Linked DNA regions of Mus musculus: regions 2 and 3 are each linked to region 1. A link is a contact called in public HiChIP or PLAC-seq data. All regions are on one chromosome and are shown on one strand. The core of a region is the stretch at or near the end of the contact, and the rest is flanking DNA. Distances in the headings are between cores, read along the strand shown.

Region 1 (4,268 bases), core at 1,199-3,698:
GCAGAGCAATGCAAGAGTGTCCTCTCACTGTCTGTGCGGTTATATTCATCTTCTTTCTAACCACCATGCCCCCTCTCAAGCGTCTGCTCCAGTAGAACACCATATGCCCTCTCATGTGTCTGCTTCAGCCAAACATCCTCTCAGGGGTCTGGTGCAGCCAAACATCCTCTCACAAGACAGCTTCCAGAAAACACATCAAAGGACACAACTGGGTTTCCAAAGAAACCAGTAGTTTCCACTTCATTCCACCTTGCTCCAAAGCAAACACTTTTTATGTAAAACCTCCCAGAGCTCTGAATTACCGAAGGATCAGTTGCCTGGCAGTTTATAGGAGCACTCTTTACTAATTCTCCGAAGCTCTCAATGCTGCTCTTCTGTACAATCTCATCCTTGTGTGACCTGTGTCAATGTAGGAAAAGAGCCTTCCTCTTGAAGAATTGATCTTTTTTTTATCCTTTCTTACCAGCCACACAAGATAGGAACTTAGACCTGGTATGGGTTTGACTAAAAAGGAATAAAGAAGTAATTCTCTTTCATATCTCTATTAGTGGTCTGAGAGTCAGGTTTCTTTAAGTATAGAGTCCCAAGGGGTAGAGAGTTAGGAAAGAGGAGAGATGAGATGGACCATAGAGCATCCTTGGATGGAGGATTAATGGCTGCTCCTGTGGAGAGGTCAGAGAGGTCTATCTATACCCCTATTCCTCTCAACACTGCTCCTCTATCACCTCCAGCCCCAAGGCCACCATGGCTGATCTCACTCCATTCTGTCCATGTCAGCAAACCCAGCTCTTCCTTGCTCCCAGACTCTTCGGTCATCTCCCTTCTGGCATCCTGACGTCCTCACAAGGTGCCGATTCCATTCTATGTGATACTCTTTGCCACCTACACAGTCACTTGATGAAACTTTAAAAGTGGAAGTGGGGTGATGTCATTCCTCAGATACTTTCAGAGTCTCTATAGCCCATTCAGAATAACCTCACAAAGCTCTCCATTCATTGACTCTGCTCCCAGACTTTGCACCTATCTGTGCTTTCCAAGGTTTTCTTCCTATGATTTAAGTCTCCTCCATGTTCTTCCCTTTGCTCTGTATTTTATACAGGCCAAAGTCCATTTGGTGTAGCTGTCACACCCTCCTCCAGATGTCCTCTTGGCTCGCCTATCTTTTTAATCTTGCTCAGATGTAATTGTTCCAGTGAACCCACCTTTGATAGTCCTGATGAAAGTCGCAGTTGACCCCTATGATAGACAAAATAATTTGTCTCCAAAGATGGTCATATCCTAACATCTCAAACCTGTGTCTATGTCACACTTCGTGACAAGAGAGAGAGAGAGAGAGAGAGAGAGAGAGAGAGAGAGAGAGAGAGAGAGAGAGAGAGAGAGAGAAGATAACTCTGGAATATTTAAACATGTTGGAGAGCATTGCAAAGTCTTTTATAAAAAGGAAGGTCAGAGAAGGACAGATAACAGAAGCGGAAGCAGGATGAGGCCATGCATCAAAGAATGCGGGTAGCCTCTATAAGTTGCAATGGGTAGGGGAATAGATTCCCCCCTGGAGCCTTCCAGAGGAATGCACCCTATTCATAGCTTGGCTGTAACCTTGTGAAAACTGTTTTATACTTACAACCTATAGACATGTTAGATGATAAATTTATTTTGCGATCAGGTTTATGAAAATTGTTTTTAAAAACTAATGTAAACTAATATAAATACAAAATAATATAGAAATGAATTCAATCCCCACCTCTACCCCTCTCAGCCCATGGACTGGCTAGTTCCCTCTGTCTTTGGATGATATAGTTATTATTTTACCCATTCATTCCTTTCACTTTCTGCTTTTACTCAGAAAAAGATCAATCCCACAAGATCAGGGAGTATTTTATTTGTTATTACACCTCAATATTAGAACAACCTGCCAGATGCTAAATTCGAAAAAATATTTGCCAGTGGCGATGTATTTGCCCTCTACCAACAGCAATATATCATTCTTAGGTTCTCTTTAATGTTATGAGATGTTTTAAATTGGGGGGGGGGTGTCATGTATGGTGGCATACAACTATAACCCAGCACTTGGGAGACCGAGGAAGGGAGAAAGTGAGTTTGAGTATGGGTGACATGATAAAGTCCCAACTAGCCATAGACTCAGTCTCATCAGTAAGTAAGTAAGTAAGTAAATAAATAAATACACAAAATGGTTAAAACTGTTCTTCCTAATATTAAGGGATTTGTTGTACACTTTTAGCCCTTTCGGGTGTAAGAGGGTTGGCAGTGTTCAATTATTTTTGGCACAAAGTTGATACAGATGAATTAGCAGTTTTACTCAAAAAAACCCACCCCCATGTTTTAAATGTCTTCAAATGTATTTCACATTTTCGATTTTCAAAAGCGACTAGCATTCCAAAAGCATTAGCAAATTCAAATGTTATGCCATTACCTAATAAAGAAAGCAATCTTTAAATTCTTGGCTAAATACCAACTTCCTGAAGTCACACAGCTTTGAATGTAAGGAAAGTCTTCTGGTGAGAATTCAAAAGTATGTTTCTTAGAGATTTAGGGAAGTAAACCCACCTGGGACATGCCTTCCCGCCTGCTTCCCCGGTCCCACCCCCACCCCCTTGCTCTTCTGCTACCACGAAGTCTCCTTTCTCTTTCAAACTGAAGACATGATAAAATGAACTGAGCCCTGCTTTTTATGAATCAGCCGTGATGGGTTTTCTCATCCTGAGCCACATCCCAGGCTCTTCTGGTACTCCTCTGCTGTCTGGGTCAATTTTCCCTCTCATCTGAGACATTAGCATCACTCCATGTGGTCCTTCAGCTCCATGCTCCAAGGGTGTCTTGGGACTGTAACTTCCTGCTCAGTGCTAAAGAAGCAGCTGTTGCCATAGTTCAGCTAACTTAGAAATGTGACTTTCTCTTTGTCACTATTGTGGAGTAGCTAGTTCTTTGACAATTTCATATGCATATGAAATTACATCCCGGTTACTCTTTCCTCCTACCCTCTCTCATCTCCTTCTTGCCCCTCCACCCCTCCTCCCCAACTTGTCCCTCTCCCAGATGCTCAAGTTTTGGTTTAGTTTAATCAGAGGTGTCCCTGTGACCACAGGATTGGCACTTGCTGTTGTTATCAAAAGGGACACAACAGAAGGTAATGACTCCCTCATTTTCTTTGTCTGTTCAAAGGAAATAATTGAACAGTAAGGGCTCCTCCTGAATCTGTGCCCAGCTATGGATGGCTCCATTCTTGTGCAGATCCAGTACAGCCAGCCAGAGCTGTTGAGAGTTCATGTTTACATGACTGTGGATTGTCGAAAAGATGGCATTTTGCAGTTGGCTACCTGTTATTTGCAAATGTCAAGGAGTGTGAAGACAATTTCTAGCTACCTGGTGCTTTTAGTCTAGTAAATAACTTCCGCTCAGCTTTCATGGTGACAAATATCAGACACTGGATCGTTTACTTTATCTAGTTCTCCAGAAAATGCAAGCGTGCTCTGCATCATTGGGCGGCCAGGAAATCGGTCTATTAACCTGTCAAACTCAGTGGAGGTCACAAGGGACACCGAGCAGAGGGACTGGATTGAGGTGGTTTACTGCAGAGACAGGTAAGTAGGAATCCCCCCAGCATCCTTTGTGAAGAGGGAGGAATGAGAGGGTCCTGGGAGGGCTTAAAGATGGAAATACCCATACACGGTCAGTGGCTCACAAGCCTGTTTCCTGCCATGGACTTTAAAGTATTTGACCTCAGGCTTCGTGTAGGTGGCTGGCCTCTGGCAAAGATTGCCTTACCTGAGCTCTGATGTAAAGGTTGGGCCAGGTGGCTAGCTAGCTGCCACAATAAAGGAGATAAAGAAATTTTCCAACTTGAAGTGTGAGCTCTTGTGGCCAGGGAAGCGCTTCGTTGGTGAATGTAGATAATGAATGAGACACGGTCTGACAAAGCAGTAGAAATACTTTGTTTCTGGACTTTCTTTGATGGTTTGGTCAAAACTTGATCAGATATACTTGCAACTTTCTTTCTTTTCTCTTCTTTTATTTTCTTCTTCTTTCCCTCTTTTCTACCCTCCCTTCCTTTCCTTCTTTTTATATTCTTGCAATGAGGCCCAAACCTGCCCTAAACTCTAGATCTTTCTGCCTCAGCTTCCTGATTAGCTCAGTCTACTTCAAATTTCTGTATCAAATATTTTAATCACCTTGGGTAAGCCCCTATCTCCTCAATTAAGAACAATCAGACAGAGATGCGACACAGGTAAATAAGAAAGCTAGGCATCAAG
Region 2 (4,558 bases), core at 1,570-4,069, 280 kb after region 1:
TCCTCATGGCAACTTACAAACTTAGCCAAACGCAGATAAAAATTAAGTGCATGAAAACTTTCCTAACCTTCTGACTCAGAAATGTTACTAAATATGTGGGTCAGATGTAGGCGGATATAAGCAAAATCCTAAGCCCCACCCAACAGTCTCTACACGGTTTCCCCTCTGCCTTCACACAGAAAGAACTCTCAGTGCCACTGAGATGAGTTTATTTGATTTTTCTAAAATAATACAAAAGGAAAGCCAATGTGCGCCTTCCTTATGTCGCCTAAGCTCAAAGCATTGAACCATATGAGTAGACACTTGGTCACAACTTGGGATTGGTTATTTCTCTTTGTATTCTCTCTTAGTTCTCTCTGCCTTTCCGCCATTCCTGTGACAGCACATGACTGGGGTGTCCCCAAGACTAAAGGCAATATCTCCAGTGGGCTGAGACCAAGGATCAGCAAAGGAATAGAATAGTGTTGACAATGGTTTCTGACATGGCTTGCTTTCAGTGAGTAGCTCCTGGTGAGACAGGTTGACCAGCAGCTGGCAAAGGAAAAATTGATTCATTTTCAATAAATATTGGGTCAAGAGTTCAGTTGATCCATGCACATTTCTAGATTTCATTTGTGCTTTAATGAACTAGCTGGGGCAGGTGGAGGGGGTGGGGCAACTGTAAAACCAAGGGAATTCCTGTCGGACCACACCACAGAGCTCAGTGTAAAACTCAAAACTGCTTGCCACATGGGCGTGTTGATAAAGTACCTGCTGTGCAATGTGAAGACCCAGGTTGGAGCCCAGCACACACGTGAAAAAGCCAGGTGTGGTGGTTCACATCTCTAACTCCAGCACTGAGAGCAGAGAGTCGGGCAGAGCCTGGACATTCATTTGTCAGCCAGCCTAGCCAAACCGATACCCTTCAGGCTCAGTGGGAGGCTCTGTCTCAAGAACCAAAAGTGAATTGAGGAAAGGCACCCAACACTGATGTCTGTCCTACACACACACACTGACACACACACACTGACACATACACACACATGCTCCCACACACATGCACACACATGTGCATGCACATGCACTCATATACATGCATATGCATAGGCATACACACACACACACACACACACACACACATTTTTAAAGGTGAAAAATGTCACCAAACTTCACAAAAGAAATTAAAACTTCTCTTTCCTTAAAAGGAAAGAAATGTATTCATGCATGTATTTTGTGTATGTGGGTGCTTTGTCTGCATGCACATCCACACAGCAGAAGAAGGCACTGGATCCCGTTATAGATGGTTAAAGCTGTCATGTGGGCTGTGAGAATTGAACTCAGGACCTCTGGAACATCAACCAGTGCTCTTAACCACTGAGCTCTCTCCAGACCCTCCTTTCTCTCTTCTTCAAAACCACCTTTACTTAGTGTCGACTTCAGAAACTCTTTTCCCCTTGATTTGATCTAAGCTAGATTTAATTCAGTGGCACATGCCTCTAGTCCCAGCGACTCAAGAGACTGAGGTTAGAGAGACATTTGAGCCCAGAAGTTCAAGGCCTTCTTAGGAAATACAGCAAGACCCACCTCTAAATTCATCCAGCCAGCCAGCAATCAATACCTATACTTGATAAAGTTGTAAATTACCAGAAGAAATAAGAAAGTAAAAATAAGTAACAACATATCTCTTCACCCCCTGTCTATTCAGTAAATAAAAATTTACTGCGTTTTTATGCTGAGGGAAGGGATAGAGCTACTAAGCTACTGTACCTTGGACATTCAAAGCTCTGGAGAGAGTATGTCCATAATCCTGACACAAGGTTTCCTCACTGAAGGCCCATAGATCAGTAGCTAGCACACAGCAGATACTACATAGGCATCTATATGGGGGTGGTGGTAGTGGTAACAATCCCATTTGTATTTGTCTTTAATAGAGAATCTCTTGTCCATACTCCAGCTAACCGTTACCTTATCTCTCACTGGGCTCCCCTCCCTATCTAGAGACTTGGCACCTATATCAGTCTATTCTAAATACTCTTCCCAACCGACATTTATCAAGGAATCTTTTCTTTTTTTAGTGTGCATGCCATGTACCTATGAGTGTGGGTGTACCTTGGCTGTTATTCCTTGGGTGTTATTCACCTTGGGAGGAGGGACGGTTGTTTGGTTGTTTGGTTGGTTGGTTGGTTGATTGATTGGTTGGTTAGTTGGTTTTGAGGCAAAGTCTCTCACGTGATCCATAATTCACCAAGTAGGCTAAGCTGACTGGCTGGTGAAGCCCAGGATCTACCTGTCTCTGTTTCCCCAACACTAGAATCACCTACCACCACCACACTCAACTTTGTCTACATGAGTTGCTCAGGATTAACTCTGGTCCTCTGCAAATTAAGCACTTTACTAGCAGAGCCATTGCCTCGGCCCAAGATTTTTTTGTTTATGTGGTTCTTGGAGAGAGAGAGAGAGAGAGAGAGAGAGAGAGAGAGTTCACAGATTAAACTACTCTCCATCATTAATACTCAGAAAAGAAAAATGTGCAGTCAGGTCTCAGCACTGTCCCTTCTTGAATTCCATCCATCTGCTGCCTGGATGGTGCTGACAAAACCTCTATTTCACTTTATAGATTCGTTCATTCAGTAATTTCCCTGTTGATTCATTGGTCTCAAGTCAACCTGTCAACATTCTGCCTTGTAGATTCAAGAACACAATTGCGTAGGAAGGGAAGGTAAATGTTGGCTTTCCTCTGCAGGAGACAAGAAGATGATTCATCCCTCAACATTCTTCTGCTTTAAGGCCATTTCCAGGAATGCCAGGAAGCAAGAATGAAGTCAGCAGCCAATGCGCAGACGAAGACATTTTTGTGCTGTGTCGATTCATAAGACCATTGGTTGCTACTACTGGAGAGATCCTACTGCATTCAGGATGGTCAATAATCACCAGCTAATTGCAAACGCCAGTCAACACAGCAACTCCCAACACACATACACACACAGCCTGACTCATTCGCCATAAGTCCAGGTTTCCCCAGCCTGTAAACATAAATAAGAAAGGTCATTTTTTCTATTATTTATGGCAACTCAAGACTCCATTTATCAAACAAGCTGGGTCTCAGCCTCTTTCCCTGGGAATCCTCCAAGGTGGTGGTAGTTTATGTACTTTCCTGAGTCAGTTGGTCTCTGCTTCCTCAAGTTCAGGCCATCAATCTCTAATCTGTCCATGGGCCACTTAGGCCAACTGCCAGCTGCCATTTACTCCTTTAGAATACTGCCGACCCATTTCTGGCAATTGCTGCTGCTTCTGTGCTGTTCTTGCTTGGGGAAGAAAGGAAGAGAGCAAGGCACCTCTCCTCTAGGTATGCAAGAAATGCTGCTGTACACAATACAACCTAGACGCTCATCCCTGACAAGTCTTGAGACCAAAGAAAGGAACTGTAACTTTGCTATTCCAAACCAGTTCCATCCCTCAGCATCACCTAGAGCCTGACAGTAATTCATCTTCTCAGGTCTCATCCCATCTTCCTAAAACATAACCCGAATGCCAGTAAGATTCTCGGGTCACAAGTATGCATTTTGAAGTTCAAGAAACATACATTTCAACACAGAAGGACTTTTATCTTCGAGTCAGGAACCTACTATTGCCTTGCTGGACCCATTCACTGTCCTTCTCCATCTTGTGTTGAGCTCAAGATGCTAACCTCTGTTAAAACACACTAACAGGACTTCCTCTACCAATCAAGAAACAACAGTGAACAAATGAATCCTTGATGACAGAAGATATTTTGTACTTTACCCAAGAAGTGTGTGTGTGTGAGAGAGAGAGAGATATGAAATATTCTCTATATAATATTCACTTGTGATTTGCTAAGCTTCCTTTGAGACACATATATGGCAATACTTTTGGAATGTGTAACAAGAGAAGTAGGTGACAATATTACCAGCACCAAGCACAATTATCTAAAATAGCCATATGTTTTTCTACACATAAAAAAAAAATGCCAAGTCTATACTAAGAAACCAACATTCCTCATGAAGAGGCTGGCTAAGCCAACAAAACCCACGGGGTACAGAGTGGAATTGGTGGGCTGTTGGGTGCCACCTGATCCTTCTTACAAACAATATTCTGATAAGTGATTTGTTTGCATTCTTCAGCCTGACTATAACTCTAATGGCCGTGCTCAGTTCCATCTGAAATTACTTAGCCCAGCTGATCTAGGCGAAAAGAACATTTTAGAGTTTTGTATAATGAGCACTACCTCGCAGGCAGTGAGTTGGCCCATTCGTGTGGTTTCTAAGCCAAAAATTCTTCCTCCTCTTAGCAATGGAATCACATAAAAGATCCCCAGAGAACTTACTCAGATGAGCCCAGAGAAGAGGGCTGAAGAAGAGTGAGTCTGTCCTTGGCAGTGTGGGGCGAGTCAGCTGACTCTGTGGGCCTCCTGGGCTTTCGAATCTCTGGACCACCTCCTGTGCTTTTAGATTTCATCATTTTCTCCTAATGTGAAGAGTGGCTTTGTCAAGTCTATGAGAAGCTCTCAGAAGACACTGAGAAGGTAAAAGGCAGAATTACAGTAACTCTGCTCATTGCA
Region 3 (4,513 bases), core at 1,535-4,034, 450 kb after region 1:
AGAAGGATTACAATAGAAGTAGAAAATGGAAGAAAGGTGGAAAGGGGCGAGAAGAAAAAAGAAGGGAAGGAGAGAAAAGAAAGGGAAATTAACTGTTCTGGTAGTGTTAAGGACAAAGGCGGACTTGCCAGACAACAGAATGGGTCAACAGCGACACCTAGTGCTCAATCAGAATCCTGCACTGCTCTTCCGCGTGCAAGGAGGATCCGTTGTTTATTGTAAAATGCAAATCAGCTTCATTTGTCAACTGCCTGAGATTCCCATGCGTGTTCACTTAAGCCCTTATGCTGTTGTTTCTACAGATGTTCGCAGATAAAGGCACAGATTGCTCCGGAGAGACCTGGAATCACACAACCTCGGTGCAAGAGGGGGTGGTGTAGGGGTGGGGGGGTGAGAACCCCCTCAGCCCCTCTTCCTAAGGGCTACACTGAGTGCCTAAGGGTCCCTGGAGGAGAGAGGTTCTCTGTGGGTTTGTAGGTTTGTTTGTTTGCTAACGATGTTTTTTACATGGTAAAATTTAGATGGTGTCCATTTTAAAAAAAAAAAAAATTCTGGATTTGCTTTCAATCTTTTCCCACTACTCTTAACTCTCTGGTGAATAGTGAATTCTGCAGGGAACTACTTAAACTGAAAACTATCTAACTACCTATTAAAGCTATAAATGGAGTGTGTGCCAATGATTTTTAGAGCAGAGATGTCTTCGACTACTTGTGGTACTTGGAATTCAACCTAGAGCCTAGTATATGCTAGACACTCTTGTACTGAGGTATCTACCCCTAGTCTTTTCCAATGATTTGGGGAGGGGAGGAGTGAAATATTATTTGCAATGATAATGTTCAAATAGATAACATTAATAAGGTGTAACTGTGCTATTGAAGGAACTCTAGCATAGAACACTAGGCACCCAGTTACTAGGCCTTCCAAGCCACACACACACACACACACACACATGCACACACACACACACACACACACACACTCACTCACACACACACACACACACACACACACACACGCACCCAAACACCTTTTCCTCATTTCTGCTCATCTCCCCTTCTATCTATCGCTCATCTTCCTCCCCTTACTCTCCTCGGGTCACACCCAGCCCACCTCCCTGTTTTCTGAACCTCTGGGGTTTCTAGGACCTCCGGGGGTAAACATTTTAAATTTGGATCTGACTTCTTTCGGTGACAATCAAGAGAAGGGCACTGGACAAGGGATACACAGCACTGCAGTAAAGACATAGCTTAGTTAACCCAAAAGGCTACACACGGCAGACAGAGCAGCAGTGGTTTTCCATGAGAAGACAATCTTCTCGTGGACAGGCACAAAGGTGCTGCCCTGGAATACCCGCCTATTTGCTGAAAGAACCACCTCTCAGTGAGTATTCATTGGATCCTTTAAGAAATGTCCTCGGGGCCAGAGAGAGGATCCAGTTGTAAACGTGCTCACTTCCATCGAGCCTTAGCACAATCCCCAGGACCCACATGGCAGAAGAACAAGATTCTCATAGGTTGTCCTCTGACCTCCACGTGCATGTTGTGACATGTAGAGACACACACACAGACCAAATAAGCAAGGGTTTTTGTTTTGTTTTTGATGTTTGTTTGTTTACGACAAGGTCTCTCTACATAACCCTCATTGTCCTAGAACTCACTATGTAGACCAGGCTGGCCTCAAACTCACAGAGATCCTCTTGCCCCTGCCTCTCATGTGTTGGAATTAAACACCTGTGCCACCATGCCTGGCCAAATAGAGTTACTTTTAAAAACAGAAACAAGCTTTGCCACTCTTCTGAGAGACCACAGACCTTCCTGGCTCCTCCCGAGGACTCCTCACCTACTGACGGTGCCAGTCTAGTTCTCAGGGAGAACCAAGAACCAACCCTCTAACCTTTTGCCTTTCAGCTTCACCTGTGACATAGTCCTAAAGCATGGTGTAATGCAATTTTCTCTATAACCATTCATTCATTCATTTATTCATTCATTCATTCATGTTTTCTTATATTGAGTATCACCAGAAACCTAAAACTACCTGACCCCCAAACCCAGCATTTAAAACTAACTTGCCGGGATTATGAAAATAGTCTAGAAGCTACTCTTCATAGCTGAAACATTGTGGTTTATCTGAACTCTAGGCAGCCTTCGTGTGTGTGTGTGTGTGTGTGTGTGTGTGTGTGTGTGTGTGTGTGTGTGTTCGTGTGATTGCATGTGTGTGCTTGTTTGTAGGTGTGTGTATGTATTTGCCTATGTGTGCAGGCATTGATAATCACTGATATATATATATATATATATATATATATATATATATATATATATATATACACACACACACATATATGTGTGTGTGTGTGCATGCACACATATATGCCTCATATACTACATATTTCTTGCAATACTCCCTTCAGACTACCTTCCTCCTCTTGACAGTTGAAGAAATCAGTCACAAAAGTTATGCAAATTCCCCATCTTGTTACAGCTCTGCTCACTTGAGACCCCCGGGATGCAGCTGAGAGACTCTGCACTCTGCCATTCTGCTACACCCTTCTCTGTGTTGAGGTCTGTGCCCACCCCCACCCCAGCAGAGCTGTAGCCATTTTGTTCCATGCCTGCCAGCTATTTCACCTTGTTGCTGTAATATGCCTGCCAGTCATTGCCACAGAAAAATAACTGACTCAGGATAGGTCATGCTGACCGTATCCCCTGTTATGTTCTGTATGTTCTGAGGTTTGTTAATCTTAAGAAATTCCACAGCCACAGAGCCAATCAGAATAAAGGTCAGTTATAACTCTGCGGTCTAGCTAGCCAAAATGTCTTGTGTCGGCGCTGATGACTGGACACTTCCTGCCCCTGTGTAGGAAACCTTTGGAAAAACCTATGGTTTTTGTGGGGTTTTCCTTTATAAGCCTGCCCTGAGAAGTGTTTGTTGTTGTAGCTCAGATAATTCTCATCTGATCAGTCTTAGGGCGTGCATTCCATAAACTATCCTTGTCTGACTGAGATTGGTGTTTGCGTGGTTTGTGGAGCGACTTGTGGACCACAACACTGCATCCTTGGCCTCTGATTTTTGATCAAGATCAACAGAAGGCTCAAGGGGGTGAGCAATTTCTGTGACACTTCAGAGTTAAAGTTAAGTGTCTTCCAACCTTGTTTTTTATGTGTTAAACTAAATTTATCAAGACAGGTCAGCTTGGAAATTGCTGTAAAGTTTCAAAAGCAGTCTCTAAACAAAATTTCTCCAGTTCCTTCACAACTCACTGTGGATGTCCACACCTCCACCTTTAAACTCCTTCTAGGGGGCTGGAGAGATGGCTCAGCAGTTAAGAGCACTGACAACTCTTTTGGAGGTCATGAGTTCAAATTCCAGCAACCACATGGTAGCTCACAGCCATCTGTAACAAGACCTGACTCCCTCTTCTGGTGTCTGTACTTACATATAATAAATAAAATAAATCTAAAAAAAAAAAGAAAGAAAGAAAAGAAAAGAAACAACTTCTTCTAAAAGCTCCTGTAACATATTTCTGACATAAATATAGTAGAAATATACTTATTCATGACTTGAAGTATAACATATTGGGTTCAAATTATACAATGTAGCAAAGACATGCTTGTGCCATCAGGAGAAGACACTATGATGAAGGGAAAAGAACTTGAGATAAAATATGTCGCAGTTATTCGTTAGCTATTTGAGTTTGAAGAAGTAATCTCTGGACTGGGTCCACATTAGGCAAAGTGAGTAGTGTGGAATACACAACACATGGACTAATCCTGACTGTCAACCTTACTGGATTCAGAACCCCTACAAGTAATACCTGTGGGCATACCTATGGGGAATTAACTGGAGAGAGAGGACCTACTGAGTGTGGGCTACATTATCCAAGGGTCTTGGATCTCAGACCAAGGAAAAAACTGAGAGAGTGGGCTGAGAGCCGGCAACCATCTCTCTTTTGCCTCCTGGCTGCAGATATAGCATGCCCAGCCACCAGCCACTTCACCCTCCTGCCACCATACTTCCCCACCAAAATGGACTAGAGTCTCAACTCCTAAGCAAAACAAAGCCACTTGTCCTTAAATTGATTTTTCCAGGTTTTTTTCATTTGGGCTAATTGATTTTTCCATTTGGGCTAAATTTGAAGCAAGTTTATTAAATACTAAATCCTGACCAAGAGATGGACTTTAGTCAGGACCATTCCCTTGAATTCCCCAGCTGAGAATGGCCATGTTGCAGGAGTTTGTTTATAAGGGCAAAGCTATAGGCCACTGTATTTTTCTATGAGCCATTATTTTCCATGAACTACAATTCCCAGAATTCTAGGAAGTCACCTAGTCCCTGAGCAGGTTAATTTTGAGTATCCATCTGGGCTCTAGAATCCTTACTGTGGAATCTCAAAATCCAGAATTATCTTGGAGTAAACTATTAAGATATAGACTTTTAAACTCAAAGAAGTTTATAAGTAAAAATTCATTAATTAACTAGTCATAAAATGTTAATGTAAAACAGCCTAATGTAACTA

Evidence for each region. HiChIP or PLAC-seq counts read pairs in DNA pulled down with a chosen protein or histone mark.
Region 2: a CTCF HiChIP or PLAC-seq map of the NIH/3T3 cell line shows a contact between it and region 1, with 9 read pairs. The contact joins two enhancer-like sites. A contact is called at or near these places in 1 of 15 datasets of contacts at CTCF or cohesin (the NIH/3T3 cell line), 3 of 484 Hi-C or Micro-C datasets (cortical neurons, embryonic stem cells and liver) and 1 of 115 datasets of contacts at active chromatin or transcription factors (fibro-adipogenic progenitors).
Region 3: a contact with region 1 is called in a CTCF HiChIP or PLAC-seq map of the NIH/3T3 cell line, with 5 read pairs. The contact joins two enhancer-like sites. A contact is called at or near these places in 1 of 15 datasets of contacts at CTCF or cohesin (the NIH/3T3 cell line), 2 of 484 Hi-C or Micro-C datasets (embryonic stem cells and liver), 1 of 115 datasets of contacts at active chromatin or transcription factors (embryonic stem cells) and 1 of 9 other capture datasets (embryonic stem cells).

Annotation. Positions count from the first base shown.
Region 1 is chr1:71,689,248-71,693,515 of GRCm38.p6, forward strand. It overlaps Gm46094. Among named protein-coding and RNA genes, the nearest start is that of Gm30160, 37 kb to the right of the region's middle. Within about 2 kb of position 2,449, at least 35 of the 459 cell types and tissues checked have an H3K27ac peak or open chromatin away from gene starts, as enhancers often do. A contact at or near this core is called in the NIH/3T3 cell line, where this site is marked.
Region 2 is chr1:71,967,827-71,972,384 of GRCm38.p6, forward strand. All of the region lies in intron 1 of 4933417E11Rik (RIKEN cDNA 4933417E11 gene), which reads right to left. Among named protein-coding and RNA genes, the nearest start is that of 4933417E11Rik, 35 kb to the right of the region's middle. Within about 2 kb of position 2,820, at least 17 of the 459 cell types and tissues checked have an H3K27ac peak or open chromatin away from gene starts, as enhancers often do. A contact at or near this core is called in the NIH/3T3 cell line, where this site is marked.
Region 3 is chr1:72,141,902-72,146,414 of GRCm38.p6, forward strand. No RefSeq gene overlaps it. Among named protein-coding and RNA genes, the nearest start is that of Gm4319, 20 kb to the left of the region's middle. Within about 2 kb of position 2,785, at least 27 of the 459 cell types and tissues checked have an H3K27ac peak or open chromatin away from gene starts, as enhancers often do. A contact at or near this core is called in the NIH/3T3 cell line, where this site is marked.